2 separate regions of the Zea mays genome follow, and region 2 is linked to region 1. The links are chromatin contacts, called in public Hi-C maps. All regions are on one chromosome and are shown on one strand. Each heading gives the region's core, a stretch centred on a gene start, on an enhancer-like site or on the middle of the called end of the contact. The rest is flanking DNA. Distances are from core to core; before and after follow the strand shown. Region 1 has its middle 84 kb from the start of LOC100274906. Region 2 has its middle 49 kb from the start of LOC100272818.

Region 1 (5,858 bases), core at 1,041-3,540:
GGAGAACTGAGCGAGCTGGAGAGAGCCGCAACGCTGTGGAGAAGAAGAAGCTTGGAGGTAGCGACAGGATTTTGAAGAATCCAGGGGCGGCGGCGCCAGAAAAATCCCAGGGGAGGGGGCGGCGGAAGGATATGGACGGCGGGATCATTCTCTTTTTTTTTTCTTTTTTTTCTTTTTTTAGAGGTCACAGATATTTTAGATCGGGATTTTTAGTGATGATTAAAGAGTCGACGCGTAATACAGCTATACATCTTATTTTCCGAATCATGAAGCATAGAGTTAGAGGAATAACAGCTTAGACGGTTCTGTTCGAATCTCGTTTGGATAATTTTCGTGACTATTCCGGCCACGATGTAAACGGATCAAATTGCAACGAGTTCGGCTTCGGTATTTTAATCTGCTCTACGTGATTAGCCGAAGCCAAATCCGCTAATGCATACGCGATTTCGTCGTCAAAACAACGTGCTCAAGGATAAATTGAATCATATCCTCGCGTACGATTTCACTCAGACGACGCACGATTCGGATTATTTTGCACTGAGTATTTTAGTCGTCGAGTTCAAATTAATCTGTCCGAGATAAAAATCATCCAAGTGAGTCGGGCTTCTGAATTCGGATTTGCGCGAGCGATGAATTTTAAATAATCACTGGACTCACTGATTTTCGGAACAACGATGTTCAAAACATCACGAAAATTTAGGACGAGCCCGGACCGATAAAAATGATGTCGAACTCGCGACAGACGAAACAGATGCGATATTAAAAGCATGATAGGCGAAGATATTTAAAATTTAGCATCTGTTTTATCCACTGATATTACGCGCTTAAATCCATACTCGTTGTCGAGTGGAATATAAACACCTAGGGTGTTACAGCGGCCGTCATCGGGATGTAGATCCTTCACCGCGGTTGCGCCACACCGTAGGACATTGTAATACCCACTTGGTAAGAAAAGTCTAAAAGGAGAAATTATATTTCATTATATATATGTGTTGTCCCTATTTATTATTTCATGTGGACACCTCACTTACACCAATAAATAATTAACAAAAGAACACTCAAATAAATCATGCATCATGCTGGAATTTTGTTTTGTGTGCATTGTGTGACAATATGAAAATAATGTGACAAGGAATTTATTAAAGTCAAAAAGAAAGAAATTTAGAATCTAAAAGAAACTCTAGAATATAGAAAAGAGAAGCAAACAAATATTTCGTAGATAAAAATAAGGAAATAAAAATATATTTCTACATTAGGGTTTAAACTTGTATAATTGGTTCAAAAGAGAAACTCAGACTCAAATTCAAATTTGTATTCAAAATATTTATGAATAAAACAGAAAATTAAAAAATTAAAAAAGAAAAGAACCTCACCTGGGCCTCGGATCCTTCATTCGGCCCACCAGGAACCCCCTCCGCGCCAGCCCACATCATCTCCGCGCAAGTCTCCTGGCCATTCTGTGTCGCGTGGGGCTCTGCCGTCAGCCACGTCGGACCCCGCGCGCGCTGTTGTCAAACCGGGCCCGCGTTCTATTCACACATCACGATTGTGTCTCTATCTAGAGGACCCGTTCGGTCAGCCCTCTTCCCCCTCAATAGCGCGCGAGTCTGGCGGGCGCACTGATTTCTCCGGGATGGGATCGTGGCCGGAATTCTCTCCTCCTCACAGTATAATGCGTGTGTGCCCCGCGCTAGCCCCAATCCATCCACGCCCTGAATTGTAGGCTCGTGCGCTCACGGCCAGAGAGGAGCACCACCAGATATCGTCGTGAACGCGCAGCGGATGTAGCCTCGAATTTGTTCATCTTGGGCGTGGAATCTCGTCGCAGAGCTTCCCTTGGGCTTGCCGAAACGATTTGGGGCATCTCCGTGCGGGATTGGCGACCGGAGCGACGGGGATTTCTCGCCGGGGTCGCTGCATCGCTGTTGAGCCGCGCCAATGCGTGGGCAGAGCCACCGCCTGCCCGAATTGAGGTAACAAAACCGCCATCTAGTTCGCCTTTCCAGTTGCATCGTGTATCGCGGTCCAAATCACGACTTCGGGCACGGGAGCGCGTAGTTGCTAGCCTCTGCCATGGCTCCGCCGTGGAGCTCGGGCACGGCCACCGCCGTCTCCTGGCCGCGGAGTAGAAGACAAGATTCGTGCCGTCCGATCGGGATTGACGGGCGTAGATTAGATCACGTGAGAAAGTACACCGGACCGTTGGATTTGGATCCAATAGCGTGGATTAGATCATGGGATTGGGGAAATTGGACCGTGGATCTCAGATCCAACCGCTCTGGTCGCGTACCGTTTCAGTTTATGGAGGATATAATCCGGGCCCTCGGTTCTGGATCTAGCGGCCAGAAGTCACCCGTACCCCTTCGTCCGCGACAGTTTTGCACATAAGACCCTCTGTTTTAGGAAAACGAACCCGCCGTCCATGCAGAGGTAGTTCTGAGTCTTGGAAATATTTGCACCATAGACCCTGGACTCTCTGGAAATTGATTCGAGGTCCAGACAGTGAATTATATTCATAAAATCAGTTAGAAAATGAATTTTAGTTTTAAATTTATTGCAGAAACTTGATAAATTTATAGAAAATTCATACTTGGTCCAAATTAATCCATTCTAGTTTCTAAAATTTTGTAATATTATTCTCTATCACTAAAAGTCTCTGTTTTGACATGAAAACAGTAAGAAAATTAATTTCCCATTTAATCCTATTTTAAGCACATAAAACCTTTAGAAATTCATATCTTAAAATCTATAACTCCAAAAATAACGATTCATGTTCCTAGGATTTTATTTTAATGTGTAGTTTACGTTTATATATTTTGTTTACATGTTTGGTGTGATGTTAATATTCTCAATACATTGTGCTTGTTTGTATTGTGGCGAGTAGAAGAACCTGTGACTTAGGATCCTGGTGACCAGCAGATAGAAGTAGCTGAGCAGGAGCTCATTGAAGGCAAGTTGTGCCCTTGACCACTTTTTACCCAATAATGTTCTTTAATACCACTTATTCATGCATAGGTTTAATTTTGATGGGACTCGATAGGTCACCCTAGACTGTTTATCTCTTTACCTTGTTATCCCGGAATCACATGGGTAGTTTTGCTATTGCTTTACATGGTTTTGGGATAATCTTTCATTATATCCATGTTCCAGTTATTTTGTTATTCTATTTATGTTCATGTCAAGATCATTAATGTTAATTGGAACATGAAGCTTAACTTGAGAAACACGTGCCGCCACAAGGGTAGTATGGAATGCCCTTGGCTGACTAATTAGGAAAGCTAGTGGAAGACTATCTTACCCAAAAGGGGCAAGGGCAGTAGGGGAGTTGCATGCAAGAAGGTTCTCGGGTTGATTTTGCTGCGATGGCAGTCAGACAGGAGATTCTTGCAAGTGCTCTTCCCATAAACTGTAGCGGGTTTTCGGAAGCTAGTGGAACTTTGTAAAGGCCTCATAGTGTTGCCCTGCCTCGCTTCCTTGGTAGAGGTGTATGGGAGTCGCGATCCCTTGGCAGATGGGTAATATGACTTGTGGGTACAGGGTACAACCTCTGCAGAGTGTAAAACTTGTATACTAGCCGTGCTCGCGGTCATGAGTAGCTCAGGACTCTCGCATGATTAATTTATGGAACTTAAATTCAATTTGACATTTGCATGGGATTATTTATTAATTTTGTTCTATTACTTTTATTATGGTTTGGTATTTACTTACATTTAGTAACTGCTAATAAAATTTTGACCAACTAATTAAAAGCAATGCTCAGCTTTAACCCCTGTTGTTGATTAGCCTTACCCATCACATGAACTTCCACATTTGGTGAGTTCATGCCCACTGGTTTCCCCACAACTTGTTGAGCTATGATCATGTGTGAGCTCACCCTTGCTGTCTCAGAACCCCCCACACAGGAGAAGAACAGGTGGTTCAGGAGGAGCCACAAAGCGAGGAGTTTGATCTGATCTAGGTGGTGTTTCCCAGTTGACTTGCGCTAAGGATGATCCTTAGTTCATTTTATATTTATCTTTTATTTTGTAATAAGACTTCCGCTATGTAATAAATACTCTGATGTTATTGTGATATTTATCTCTGTACACTCTGTTATTATTTATGTTGTCTTCTTGGCGCATGTATGAGATGCACCCGGCTGTGTTCCTTAAAGCCCGGGTGTTATAGAAGTGGTATCAGAGGAAATGTTGACTGTAGGACGAAACCTAGATAGAATTGGACAACCCTTAGCTACTTACCTTACTCTGATTCATTCTTACTTATCTTGATCATGTCTCACCTTTTGCTGTCATACTCTGATTATTCTTATCTTTTCTATTCTAAGACAAGATGGATTTCACACCTTGGAATCCTACAGATATGATCTTTTTAAGAGATAGGGAACCTAAGACAAAATTAAAACTATTTTCTTTATTTAAAAATGTTGGTTGGATTTTCTGATGATAAATGCCTGATTTGCTTCTTTGATTGATTGAATTATTATAGATGGACATCTTAGCATGTACCACAATATGGTATTGAGTTAGCTTTAGTAGGTAAAACATTAATCTGCTTAGCTAAAGAATTCCCCCAAAGTAACATGATTCGTAACTACTTGCCTTGTCTACTATTCTCTCTTACCATATGTTTCTAACTCAGATGGTCAATATCAGGAAGGGTGGTGGAATTGATCTACCTCCCAATCGGCACACTCGGAGGATATTTAGACAACCCCAGCCACAACCAGTGAGATGGATCCTCCACCGCCTCCACCAGCAGGAGTTGACCCAACTGTTGTAACACAAATGAGGATAATGCAACAGATGGCTGACACTATGGCAGATATGCACGCGCAGATGCGGTAGGAACGCCAAGAGATGTGCCAAGAGCGAGAAGATATACGACAAGAGATGCGCCAGGAGCGAGAGGAGATACGCTAGGAGAAAAGGGCGCAGCAGCAACAACTGCAACAACTGCAACAACAACAGCAACATCAGCAAGCACCACTGCCTCCACCTTGAAAGTTGCCTAGAGGGGGGGTGAATAGGCAAGTTAAAACTTTTTCAACAAAAACTAGAAACAAACTAGGTAAAACCGTCCGGTGTCAAAACCGGTCCAACCGGTTTGAACGAGCTCAACTAAAGAATGAGATATAAAACTGAATTGATCTCAAAATTCACCCTGTTAACTTTGGAAATGAGATGTTCTAAATTATCCACAGGGTTCAAAGTAGCAGATCTGAGAAGGGCAGTTCTCAAAATCCACACACCAAAAAGATATGAACAAATCTTCCACGGAAGGGTGAGAGAACGAAGAACACAAACAAACACAATGAGCAAGAACACAAGAGACACAAGATTTATCCCGAGGTTCGGTCACACCACAAAGGTGCCCTACTTCCTCGTTGAGGCGCCCACAAAGAGCCGGGTCTCTTTCAACCCTAATCCTCCCTTTGCCGACCACAAAGGTCAAGCCCACACAATAATCTTTGCTCAAACGAGCGGGTAATACAAACTTTCTTGTGGTCTTCCACAAGATTTAGAGACTCACAAGAGACACCTAGTCGTCTAGGAGCTAGAAGCTCCAAGAGTAATGAATCCACAAAGAACTCGATGTAGTACCAAAGCTCGAATGAAGAAGAGCAAGAGAGATTTGGAGATGAAGCACAAAAACCGCAGCTCTCAAACTCACTCAAAGATTTCTCTCCAAAGATTTGAAATGGGAGAGGCAAGAGTTGTGTGAGAGAGAGTGGGAGGTGTTCTTCAAGTTAGAAATGGAGTTTGGGACGTGCTCTTGTGTATGGGGAGAGAGGTAGGAGTGAGTATATATAGGTGGAGCTCAAAACTAGCCGTTGGGCAGATTTTTCTGTCTGAGACCGG
Region 2 (5,600 bases), core at 531-3,030, 330 kb after region 1:
TGTTAGTATGGATCTCGCCGGAGTTAGTCCGCTCGGCGGGCTCGATCTCTGTGGTCGTGTGGACGCTTCGTGGTCTAGGGCCAGACGGTCCGCGACCTGTACAGCAGGAGAGGGGTTTCCTGCGCCGAGCCGGACGGTCCACGCCTGGTGGCCAAACAATCCCCATGTGCACAGGGCTGGCGACGTTTGCCAACGGCACCTGGATCTCGCCCCCCTAGGAGGGACCCTATCAGGAAGGAGAGATACTAGAGTTTGTCTTAGGATCGGCATGTCATCCAAGACGCCTTTAGACGACGTAGAGTCGCAAAGAGGTGAAGATTGAGATGAAGAAAGCTACGTTTCTAGATACTCGTAGGGAAAGAAAAGTAAAGGAATTGATAAACGAGTTGATTGGTTCGATTGATGATTCCCGCAATTGGTCGTACTCTTTCATATATAGAGAGGCAAGGTTTGTACCCGTTCCTAGGCATTTCCCAACAGGATCCGTGAGTTTAGATGGATAAATACGCGCGGAAAGGGGGTTAATTACACCTGATCTGATCTAATCGCGGACCGTTCGTGGCCTGGACTGTCCGGCCATAGTGTCGAACCGTCCGGCCATGCCTAGTGCCGCAAATGGTGCTCAACACATGCCACTGCCTTTTGGAAAAGATGGGCGAACCAAAAGCACTAGCGCAGGCTGGAAGCATCTTACCATATACTGGGATGTTATTTGTTGGGAGTCTCCTCTGCCGAAGGTCCTCATGACAAAGGAATCGTCTACAACCAAAGGGACTGAGCGCCGAAGCTGCAACAGGCATGCGCAAAGCGCCGAAGGATTATAGCTTTGGCTCAAGATGGTTACGAAGGTCAGACGTGACATTGAGCCAGTGAGGAAAAGACTCGTTAATCCTTGATACTTGTATTAGGGTAATGTGTAGGTATCAGGGCCATAAATGTACTTTTGCTTGGCCTGTGTTCCTTGCATGTAAGACCTAAATTTGGTAGGAAAAAATAATAATAATAAAATAAATATATGAAGAAAATAAAATAGCAAATTCAGACATCTCAAATCATACTTGAGTTATGAAAATTGAGGACAGAATCTTGAAAACCAAGAACTATTTTAGAAGAGGAGTAATAGAGAATTTTTCTATTCAACCAAATGATTATGTATTTCATGAAATGATGCACCATAAGCAATCATTTACATGAATATTTAATGTTGAAGTAACTTTAATCCCAATTCCACCATCAAAATACTATTTTTTTTAAAAAAAGAACAATAGGAGTGTTTTTCATGGTTCTAACATCTATCAAATAAATAAAATAATTAAAATAAATATATATCTATCGCTTCATAATTGATTTTGATTATGTATTAATGATTTGAGTTCTTAAACTTTATTTTGACTCAAACTTGAAATTTGTAAATCAAATATAAGATAGAAAATAAATAAGAAAAGAAATGGAGACGAAAAGAAAAGAATATTATACAACACCAAAACAAAAATATAAATAAATAAATTTATCTCATGTTTGGGTATAGTCAAGTTGCACTTTTAATTTACGGGTAAATTTGACACAAGAATGGAATGTAAATTTGAAATGGAAATATGAAATTGGAGAGGAAGAAAAGAGATTAGGAAATAAATAGAAAAAAGAAAGGAACACCTGTTCACTTGGGCCAAAAGCTTCACCACTCGGCCCATTTCCTGTTGCGCAGCCCAACCCTCTATGAGCTCCTGGCGCCGACCGCGCGGGCCCAAGTGCAGCCTCTCACCCCCGCGCTGCGCTCTGCATTCCACTGGCCGATGGGCCCGACACTGGACTCGCCCGCGTGAGCGCGATGCCGCTGTTATGTGGACCCAGGTTGCCAGCTCCGTCTCCTTCTCTGTAACGGATTCACCGAGCTTCCTGGGAGGATCGCGGATGGCCGGTTCGGTCAGATTTCTCCTCCCTTTCTCTGCTCAGCTGCGTAACTGAATCGCGCCAGGATCAGACTTCGGGAAAATCACCGAAGACCCTCGCCCGCGCGGACGCAGCAACCCTGCCGCAATCTGCGTGTGCCTCTCACCTGCCCCGGCTACTATCTCGCGGCCTATAAGACTCGGCCAGTGCCTCTCGTCCAGGGATATGACCTCTCCCTCAGGGTACCTGCACCCTCTGCTACTGCCCTCAGCACCGCAGTAATTCCATTGCCGTTCTGCCATAGTCGTGACCCGAGAGGGGAAAATCGCGCCGCCGCCGTGGGATTCCCATCACCGCCTCCGCTTGGGTGCCAATCCCTCGCCTGCAAGCTTCGCAGTGCCGGGGGAAAGATTTCCAAAGACCCGCCACCAAGGATTGGTCGCTGGGGCTCCGGGGATTCGTCGTCGGTGTTGCGTCCCACCGCTTGTCCGCTCCTTACCGTGATCGGGCACCACCTCGTCTTGGGCTAGTAAATGTGAGTCTCCCCTATGTTCGTCTCCCTCCTCTCAGCGTGTTGCTCCATCGAATTGAGGTATAGGGTAGTGTATCGCGTGGACGGGGATGAACGGCAATGGCGCCACCGTGTTCTGGTTAGTATGCGCGGCGGCCGGCGGGGCGTCTGGTGAGAGTGATAGTGGTGGGAGGCGTGCGTCGTTGGATTAGATGCCTGCGGCTGCGATTAAATCTGGCGTACCGATTTGGACCAGGAAGATCGGGGCCGTCGGATTTTGTGACAACGCTCCTGATTAGATCACGGCCATTTCGTTTCACCACCGTAGATCAATCAACGGACGGTCTAGATTTAATCAGGCGTACCGTTTCGATCTGGCGCGCCTTGACCGTCGATCGGCGATCGATCGGTTTCCGGATGATCCGTTCTGCTTTGGATCCATGCCGTCGATTTTTAATCCTGTGGCTGTGCTGATGTAGCCATCTGCGTGGTGATCAGATCTAATCTGATCCCTTAAGTTTCGATCTGACGGTCCTGGTCAGCGGATACCCCTTCGCGGGACAGATTCGAATAAGAGCCCTTATGTTTTTATAGAATAAAACCCGCAGTCCACAACAGGGGAGTTCTGAGTCTATAGACATTTTATACTTTCACCCCGGTGCTCTCTGAAAATTGATGCGCAATCCAGATAATAAAGAAAACCATATAAATAATATCAGAAATTGATTTTAACACAAAAAAAATTATAGGAACTTGTAAATTCCATATAAATTTTATTTTAGCTCCTTTTTAATTCATTCCAATTCCTATAATTTTGTAATATTATTGTTTATCACCTAGTGTTTATGATTTGACATGAAAACTATGTTAAAATTAATCTCTTAATTAATCTTGTATCAAATACATAAAACCCTTGGAAATTCATAACTTCTTCGTTTTAACTCCGATTTGATCCATTCAAGTTGTGTTAGTCTCGTATAAACATTTACTATGCAATAACAACATTTATTATACCATGTCTTGTTCTTTTATAATTAGATCTTCATTTAACTTAGGTTGGTTAATCTCGTTAAACTACTTATCATTGTAATCTACTAGAATATGATCTATGGTAAATTTATAACTTAGATTAAAGTTGAGATAATGATTTATAGAATAACCTCTCATATGATTTATACTAACCAATTTATAATATAATTAATATTTTAATCACACAGATCTTATATAAAATCATAACTCCTTAATCGTAACTCTGATCTTAGTAGTTCTCGAACCCGCGATCTCGTAGCGACGCGTAGATTGTTATTACGCAGTTTATACTTATGTTTGGTGTGATGTTAATTTTATCTATACCATGTTTGTTTGTACTGCTACGACTAGCGTGAGGTTTCGAGGATTTGAAGAATCACCCTAGTAACTGGAATCTCAAGTGTCAGCCAAGTTGTGCCCTTGATTCAGTTTTGTTTCCCAATAATATTCTTTATTATCACTATTCATGCATAGGTTTAATTTTGATGGGACACAATAGGTCACCCTAGTCTATTTATCCTGTTTACCTTGTTTACCCCTGATTCACTTGGGTAGTTATGCTATTGCATTATGTGGTTTCGGGTTAATATTTCATAATGTATCCATGTTCCTATTATTCTGTTATGTTATTTATGTTCATGATAAGATCATTATGTTAATGGGAACATGGAGCGACCACCCAGGAAAACAGTGCTACCACAAGGGTTTAATGGGATGCCCTTGGCTGATTAATTAGGAAAGCTAGTGGATGACTACCTTACCCGAAAGGGGCAAGGGCAGTAGGGGAGTGGTCAGTGTAGGGAGGTCCTTGGGTTGATTTTGCTGTGATGGCGGTCAGGTGAGGGATTCCTGCACTGGAGCTTCCTATAAACTGTAGCGGGTTTTCTGAAACTAGTGGAACTTTGTAAAGGCCTCGTAGTGTTACCCTGCCTCGCCTCCTCGGTAGAGGTGTATGGGATTATGACCCCTTGGCAGATGGGTAACATGACTTGTGGGTAAAGATGCGCAACCTCTACAGAGTGTAAAACTGGTATACTAGCCGTGCTCACGGTCATGAGCAGCTCGGACCCTCACATGATAAATCTATGGAATTAAAACTCAATTTGTCATTTGCATTTGCATGGGATTATTTATTAATTTTGTTCTATTACTTTTATTAAGGTTTGGTATTTACTTATACTTAGTAATTGCTAATAAAATTTTGACCAACTTATAAAAGCAATGCTCAGCTTCAACCTTTATTTTATTGATCAGCCTTACACTTCACATGAACTCACACCTTTGGTGAGTTCATGCACATTATTCCCCACAACTTGTTGAGCTATGATCATGTGTGAGCTCACCCTTGCTGTCTCTGTCACACCCGGATTTTAGGGATCCAAAACCCGGGCGCGAACATAATCACCAGGTGTGCTGGGACCAAGTCTCACACATATGATGATTCATGGCACAGGATCGAATGTCACATCTTTACTACATAACAGGAGTTCTATACAAGATAAATAAATAATTACATTAAAAGGAGACAACAGTCCAGCAACCCAAAGTTGACTGGGAGACGACGGCCTAGACCTCTCACGAACACATCGCAGCATCCTCCAAGCGCCTCATCCTGTGGTACCTGCTCTTGACCTGTGGGGGGGTGTGAGACAGCAAGAGTGAGCTCACATACGTTCATCGCTCAACAAGTTGTGGGGAATAATGTGCATGAACTCGCCAATGGTGGGAGCTCACGTGAAGTGTAAGGCTTACCAAAGAGGATGGTTGAAGCTGAGCATTGCTTTTAAAGTTGGTCAAAATTTTATTAGCAATTACTAAGTATAAGTAAATACCAACCCAATTAAGTAGTAGAACAAGAGTAACAACATCACCTGCGATGCAATGCATATGACAAATTGAATTTAAGTTCCATAAATTAATCATGTGAGGGTCCGAGCTGCTCATGACCGTGAGCACGGCTAGTATACTAGTTTTACACTCTGCAGAGGTTGCGCATCTTTACCCACAAGTCATGTTACCCATCTGCCAAGGGATCGCGACTTCCCATACACCTCTACCGAGGAGGCGAGGCAGAGTAACACTACGAGGCCTTTACAAAGTTCCACTAGCTTCAGAAAACCCGCTACAGTTTATAGGAAGCTCCAATGCAGGAATCCCTTGCAGGACCGCC

Evidence for each region. Hi-C and Micro-C count contacts between places; a contact is called where the count stands out from the background.
Region 2: a contact with region 1 is called in a Hi-C map of ear, with 2.9 times the contacts expected there. The contact joins two enhancer-like sites. A contact is called at or near these places in 3 of 25 Hi-C or Micro-C datasets (ear, endosperm and leaf).

What each region holds. Positions count from the first base shown.
Region 1 is chr6:70,592,366-70,598,223 of Zm-B73-REFERENCE-NAM-5.0, forward strand. No RefSeq gene overlaps it. Among protein-coding and RNA genes, the nearest start is that of LOC100274906, 84 kb to the right of the region's middle. Within about 2 kb of position 2,291, at least 18 of the 20 cell types and tissues checked have an H3K27ac peak or open chromatin away from gene starts, as enhancers often do. A contact at or near this core is called in ear and leaf, where this site is marked.
Region 2 is chr6:70,922,656-70,928,255 of Zm-B73-REFERENCE-NAM-5.0, forward strand. No RefSeq gene overlaps it. Among protein-coding and RNA genes, the nearest start is that of LOC100272818, 49 kb to the left of the region's middle. Within about 2 kb of position 1,781, at least 16 of the 20 cell types and tissues checked have an H3K27ac peak or open chromatin away from gene starts, as enhancers often do. A contact at or near this core is called in ear and leaf, where this site is marked.